Regions from separate parts of the Oryctolagus cuniculus genome. Here region 1 is linked to region 2. The links are chromatin contacts, called in public Micro-C maps. All regions are on one chromosome and are shown on one strand. The core of a region is the stretch at or near the end of the contact, and the rest is flanking DNA. Distances in the headings are between cores, read along the strand shown. Region 1 holds the start of SRGAP3 (SLIT-ROBO Rho GTPase activating protein 3). Region 2 holds the start of BRPF1 (bromodomain and PHD finger containing 1).

Region 1 (3,365 bases), core at 826-3,325, 270 kb before region 2:
AGACAGAGAGAAAGGTCTCCATTTGCCGTTGGTTCACCCTCCAATGGCCGCCGCACCACACTGATCCAAAGGCAGGAGCCAGGTGTTTTTTGTTTTGTTTTGTTTTTTCAAGGAGCCAGGTGTTTCTCCTGGTCTCCCATGGGGTACAGGGCCCAAGCACTTGGGCCATCCTCCACTGCACTCCCTGGCCACAGCAGAGAGCTGGCCTGGAAGAGGGGCAACCGGGACAGAATCCGGCACCCTGACTGGGACTAGAACCTGGTGTGCCGGCGCCGCTAGGCGGAGGATTAGCCTATTGAGCCGCAGTGCCGGCCAAGGATTGGCTCCACTTTTGACCATATGAATAATGCAGTGAGGCACAGTTGTGTAGTTTCTGTTCGAACACCTGCCTTCAATTCTCCTGGGTATATACCCAGCAATGGACTTGCTGGGTGACATGGAGATTCTGTTTAACTTCTTGAAGTGGGTTAAACTGTTTTCCAGTGTAGTCATGCCACTCTGCACCCCCACCGGCAAATAGAAGGCAGGGGCCCATCATTCCACCTCCTCACCAGAACGTCCAACAGCCTGTTTTCTACGTCTAGCTACCCACCGCGGTTCATCTGCACCTAAGGACTAGCGATGTTAACATCCTTTCCTGTGCTTCTTGGCCACTCGTGCATCTTCGGTGAAATCTCTCTTTAAGTCCTTGGCCCCCTTTTAATTGGGTTATTTTCTTCTTGTTGTGTTGGAAAAGCTTCCTTTCATAAAAACTTAGCTTAAAAAGTCCATTTAAAGGGTAGGCATTTGCCGCAGTGGTTAAGATGCTGCGAGGGAAGCCTGCGTTCCATTTTAGAGTGCCTGGGTCTCACTCTGCTCCCAATCCAGCTTCCTGCTAACGCCCACCTGGGCAGTAGGAGGTGATGGATCAAGCGGTTGCATTCCTGCCACCCCCATGTGAGACCAGGATTGACTTCTGGGCTCCTGGCTTAGGCTTGGCTATTGGCAGGTATTTGGAGAGTCAACCAGGGGACGAAAAATCTCGTTCTATCTGCCTTTCAAATAAAAAAAAAAAACTTAAATATTGTGTTTATGTATTTGAAAAGGAGAGAGATAGCAAAAGAAGGAGAGTGACAGAGAGCGCCAACTCTCCTGTCTGTTCCTTCACTGTTCAAATGGCCCCAAGTGCCAGGACTGCACCAGGCCGACGCCAGAAGACACTAGCTCCATCCTGGCCTTGCAAGTGGGTGACAGGGGCACAAGTACTTAAACCACCCTCTGCCACATCCCAGGCAAGTTAACAGGAAGCTGGACCAGAAGGGGGGCAGCCAGGACTCGGGATCTGAATATGGGACGTTGGCATGTCGGTGTCACAAGCAGTGGCTTAACCCATTGCACAACACGTTGGCTCAAGTAAAAAAAAAAAATTTTTTTAAATAAACTTTGGGGCCAGCGTTGTGGTTTAACAGGTTAAGCCACCGCCGGTGGCCAGCATCCCACATGGGCGCTGGTTTTGGTCCTGGCTGCTCCACTGCTGATCCAGCTCCCTGATAATGGCCTGGGAAAGCAGCTGAAGACGGCCCAAGGGCTTGGGTCCCTGCACCCACGTGGGAGATCTGAAGGAGCTCCTGGCTCGGGCCTGGCCGAGCCCTGGGCACTGCAGCCATGTGGGGAATGAACCAGCGGGTGGAAGATTCCCTCTGTGTTCAAATAGACAGATCTTCAAAGGAAAGCATTGCGTAAGCAATGGCGCGAAGCCAGCGGGGGCAGGACACAAGGCGGGAAGTAGTCCGAGCACCGCCGGCTCCGGAGCTGGCCCCCGATCCTGGACTCACGACCCCGCTCTGCCCTCGGGCGCCGGGGAAACGGAGACCTAACTTCTGGGGGTCGAACTCTGCCGCCTCACGAGCGTCGGCACGAACGAGACGACGCCCGCCAAGAGCCCGCCACCGTCGGCGGCGACTGCCAGGCGACGGGTGACCCCGTCCCTCACCTCGCGGAGCCGCCCGAGCATGCGCCCTTCTCCACAGCCCAGCCCCGGCGCCCGCCCCTCGCTCGGCGCCGCCACGACCTCAGCCCAACTTCCGTTTCCGGGGTCGGCAACGCGGCTTCCGGCGGCCTGACCCGTGCGCGCTGGACCGCGGGGTTCCAGAGCCGGAAGGGCCTGTGCCAGCGGCCGGTGAGCGGGCGGCGGTGCGTCCAGCTGTGGGTGTTGCCCTTGGACCTTCGGCCTGGGAGGGAGGAGCGGCCGGGGCGCGCGCCGGCGCCAGGCGGGTCCTCGGTTCGTCCGGTTGCCGGCGGGGCCTGTGTCGCCGCCCCTCCGCGGCCCGGCGTGGGGGCGTCGCCCCGGGGTTCCCGAGACCGCGGCCATCGGGGGGCGTGGGTTCCTCTCCAGCCCGCGCCGCTGGTGAGCGCTGTGCCCTCTGGCGGGGCGCGCCCCCTGGCCGACGCTGCCTGGAGTTGGGAAGGCGCAGGTGGACCTCGCGGGGACGGAGCGGCCGCAGGCCCGGAAGCGGCCTGGTCTGAGCCCGTCGCCTGTGCCTGGCACGGCGCGAGGACGGTGTCGGTGTCCTCGGAGCCCCAGCGCTGTGGAAACCCTGCGGGAGGTGCTACTCCGCACCTGCCAGCTGACGTCGCGAGGGCTCGCGTGCGTCGGACCGGGCTTAGGGTTCCCCACGTTTCCCGGGCCTGCGGTGGTTAAGTCGTCGCTGTTCGGTTCACCCTTCCTCTCTCTTCATTTTTTTAAAAAAATAGTGAAACAGAGTTTGCTTTTTGTTTTTGCTTTTAAGATTTATTTGTTTTGAAAGAGTAACAGAGGAAAAGAACTTTTCCATCTGCTGGGTCACTGCCCCATGGCCACCAGGGCTAGGCCGGTCCAACCCGGAGCTTCTCCCGGGTCTCCCACGTGGGTGGCAGGGACCTCAGCTTTTCCCAGGCCGTTAGCAGGGAGCCGGCTGGCGGCACCCGTACGGGATGCTGGAGTGGGAGGCAGCGGCTGTACCTGCTCTGAACGAAGTGTAAGGGAGAGAGTACACCTGATGGAGCAGGTGGGCACCTCAGTGGGGACCCGAGAGCCCCAGCTCACATTTGTGAACTCGCGAGTCGCTGTTCACAGCGGGGAGGAAGGTAAATGCCGTCTTAGATTTTAGTCGTCGGCCTGGTACTGTGCTGCTCACACAGAGGAGCTGTTTAATTCCTGTTTTGAGGCTTGGCAGCACTAACTTGCTTTGGGTCGCTCAGCCCACGAACGTGGAGGTAGGAATTCCAGGCCACGTTCTTCACCGCTAGCTGAGAGGCCCGGATGCTGAACTGTATTCGAATGTGCTGTGGCAGAAATTCTTACTGTTGACTCTGGAGGTTATGGGATGACTTTCATCCACCCCGGG
Region 2 (3,477 bases), core at 371-2,870:
CCTCCCCATCACCCCACTGACGCCTCACCTCTCCCCCTTCTGCGGCTCCTGCTCCCCTGGCCCCCTCCCCTTCTCCCTGTCCCTCCCTTTACCTGCAGAAACCCGTTTTTAAAGCCACAGAAGTGTACACGGTCACCCAGGAAGAGAATTCAGAGAGACGGGACCAGGATTAGGGAGCCTGTAGACAGAGGCACTGGGGAGGGGCTTCCAGTCCAGGGGGCTGGCCAAGGCAGTGGGAGGAGGGGTCAGGATGAGGACTGTGCCCAGTGCACCCACCGTGGGGATTTCACGACCCCATTAGGGGAGAAGTCAACAGAAAGTGGAGGAGGGAGCCGAGTTAGGAGAAAGCCACTTAGAAACCTGCCCAAGGTGTGGGGGGGCGGGTAGAAGCCTGCCCAAAGTGTGGGGCGAGAATGCGATACTGGACAGGTGCTGGGTGGGAGCAGAGCAGCGCCGGCCCACACCCTCCCGTGTCTGCCTGCCCCAGTTTGTCCCATTCCGAGACTACGTGGACCGCTCCGGAAACCAGGTGCTGAGCATGGCCCGCCTGGCCAAGGACGTGCTGGCCGAGATCCCCGAACAGCTGCTGTCCTATATGCGCACCAGGGACATCCAGCCCCGGCCCCCGCCGCCCGCCGGCTCCAGCCCAGCCCCAGCCCCAGCCCCAGGGCAGCCCTGAGGACTCGCACCCGCTGCCGCTGCTGGAAGCCAGGGCCCGTCCCCGGGCGGCCCGGCGCGCTCGCCACCTCCCTGCGCTGTGCCAGTAATAAAGCTGATATCGACTCCGCTCTGCCTGCTGGGGTCACGCCGAGAGGGAGGGCGCGGTGGGCAGCGCCCGGCCGGCTTCATCCTCCTCCCGACACGGGCTCCCGGGTGACCCCTGCGCCTTCTGCAAACTGCGTGCGCGCCCCCCAAGAGGGAGGCCCCGTAGCTTTCCTTGGGTGGTCACAGGGGTCCCTGGCCTCAAAGGGGCTGCTTGAGGCGACCCTGGTCTCCTGTGAGCGCTCGCTACACGCAGGATCGCACGGGGTCCTCTCGGGGACCCCGCGGGCCAGGGACCACCCGCGGTCCGCACTCCACGCGTGTTTACAGGCTCACACGCGGATCCCAGAAGCGCACCCAACAGGTCGAGATTTTTGGGAAAACGTGACGGAGGACAACACAGGCACGGCGAGAGGGCGGGGTCCCCGGAGCCCCACAGCCGACAAATGCGTCTTCCACACCCAGAGCCCGGGAGCCCGGGCCGCCCGCGGCGTCTTCCCCGGGCCGCGTCCGTCGTCCCCAGCCCAGCTGCCCGCTGCAGGCCCGAGCAAGGCTCCGCCCTTTCCCGCCCCGAGCCGCGGCGGCAGGCCCCGCCCCGGCGGCAGGCCCCACCCACGAATCCCCGCCCCCGGCGGCAGGCCCCGCCCCGGGCCGCGTCCCTCCGGCTCCCGGGCCTGCCCCCCGTCCCGCCCCGCGCCTGCGGCCCCGCCTCGCCGCCTCTCGCGGAGACCTAGGCCAGGTCCCTACCGCAGCCGCCGCGCCAGCAGGAGGGCGGGAGCAGCGAGGGAGGCGGCGGAGGGGGAGGGGAGAAGGGCGGGCTCCTCACGCCCAGCCCGGCGCTCGCCGTCCGCGTCCGCAGATTCGCCACAAACGGCCCGGCGACCGCGGACCCCCGAGCCCCCGCGGGCTCGGGGCCCAGAAGCTGGACTCAGAGATGGAGGTGCTGGATGAGCCCTGCCACACGTCCAGGAGCGTCCCCCGAGCCGCGCAGCACGGCCGCGGGAGCCTCGGCGGCCCTGCAGCGAGCCGTGGCGAAAGTGCGGCCCGGCTGCGCCGCGGCGCCGCGTTTACCCTGCGCAGACGCCGTCGCCTCCGCCGCTGCCGCTGCCGCTGCCACTGCCTTTGCCGCCACGGTCCCCGCCGCCGCTGTCCCCGCGCTGCCTCCGGGAGCCTCTATTGTTCCGGCCGCGCCGCGTCCCGAGGCCAGGCAACCTACGGACTTGGGAAACGGGCAGCGGCCGGCGGAGTTGAGACGCGGGGGCGCCGGCGGGGCCGGGAGCGGCAGGGGTCAGCGCGTGGGGCGGCCAGGGGGCCGGGGTGGCGAGACCCGAGGTCTGCAGCGTTGGGGTTCGCCCTCCCCGGCCCGCCTTTCCCCGCCGGCCTCCCCGGGAGGGGTCGGAGCCCCGGCGGGCGCCCCCGGCGATGAGCCCGGACTCGAGGTGGCCGGTGAGTGCAGGCCTGGGGCCGGGACGGGAGTGGCCGGCGGCGAGGGGCGTCTGCGGGGCCGCGGCCGCCGGAGGCGCTGACAGCGCGCTCGCCCCCAGCGCGCATCCCGGGCAACAGTGTATCCTTGGGGGCCGCCGGAGCCAATGGCCGGAGGCGAGCCCCGCTGAACTTGTAGCAGTTCCGACAAAGGGGAAGCGCCGCCGCATCCGGGAGAGGCTGCGGGCAGGGCCGGGCCGGGCCTCCGCCCCCCGCTTCCTGCAGCCCCCGCGCCCCGGGGCCGCGCCGGCTCCCCGCGGGGTGTTGCCGGAGCCTGGGCGGCCGCCTGGGACCCGGCTTGTTTGTGCGTGGCAGGCTGGTGTTGGGAGAGCCGGCGGGCCGGAGCAGGAGGGAGCTGGAGTTGAACTTGTGGCTGCACTGCCGTGCTGAGGGGCTGTAGGCAGGGCCGGGGCAGCGCAGAGGAGGGGTGAGCGTTTGTCCGGGAGCTCAGGGCGGCTTTGCCTGCCGGGGCCCTGGCTGGGCGGAGCGGGAGAGAGCGGGCAGTCCCTGGCCAGGCCGGGCGTCCTGGAGCTGGTGCCGTCTGTCCGCCCTCACCCAGGAGGCTGTGTGTGTCGGCGGGACCTGGCGCTCCGTTGAGCTGCGAGCGTGGGCGAATGCAGGGCTCCCACGCGCCCCGCTGCTGCCCTAGACGGGCTGGCCTCCGGTCTCGCTTGCTGCCCGGTCCATCTTCCACTGCAGCGCCAAGGCCGGGGATAAAGCGGTCACTGCTACAGCGCGCTCACTTCTGCCGGCTCCTCGTTCTGGCCGCGAGCGGGAGCGAAACTAGCTTTCATCCCGGCGTGGCGGCTCCAACCCTGGGGGCCTCCTGCAGCTGTCCGCGCAACAGGTTATTCCAAAACCTGAGGCCGGTGCATGCTGGGACCCGGCAGACCGCGCGGGGTCGGCTCTGGCGTCCGCCGTGCAGCGCCCCGTCTCCTGTAGCGGGCCTTGACAGCGGCCAGCGTGGAGGCCGGCGTGGTGGTGAAGGTGGGAGCGGATGCTCTGCAAGTCGGGCCCCCCACGGCAGAGCAGAGAAGCCGTGGCGGAAGTGTCGGGTGGGCTGAGCTGTGCAGTAGGAGCCCGCCACTCGGGGCAGAGGCGTCGCGGGTGACAGGCTGTCCCGTTCAGGGAGTGGCTGCCCCTCGACAAGGCCCTGGACAGGGAACCAGAGCCCCACGGCGGGAGAGCTCCTGGAGTCTGGCCGGAGAGAAGGTGGACAGGGCTGGGGGGCGG

Evidence for each region. A called contact is a pair of places that touch in the nucleus more often than the background predicts.
Region 1: a contact with region 2 is called in a Micro-C map of ear pinna, with 4 times the contacts expected there. The contact joins the promoter of SRGAP3 here to the promoter of BRPF1 in region 2. A contact is called at or near these places in 3 of 6 Hi-C or Micro-C datasets (ear pinna, psoas muscle and an unstated tissue).

What each region holds. Positions count from the first base shown.
Region 1 is chr10:117,242,407-117,245,771 of mOryCun1.1, reverse strand. It overlaps SRGAP3 (SLIT-ROBO Rho GTPase activating protein 3), which reads right to left and starts at 2,075. Exons shown (of 25, transcript XM_070051217.1): 1 at 1,973-2,075. It overlaps THUMPD3 (THUMP domain containing 3), which reads left to right and starts at 1,739. Exons shown (of 10, transcript XM_070051224.1): 1 at 1,739-2,158.
Region 2 is chr10:116,970,105-116,973,581 of mOryCun1.1, reverse strand. BRPF1 (bromodomain and PHD finger containing 1) reads left to right here and starts at 1,620. Exons shown (of 13, transcript XM_070051177.1): 1 at 1,620-2,208. CPNE9 (copine family member 9) reads left to right here. Exons shown (of 20, transcript XM_070051181.1): 20 at 488-787. The coding sequence ends at 679.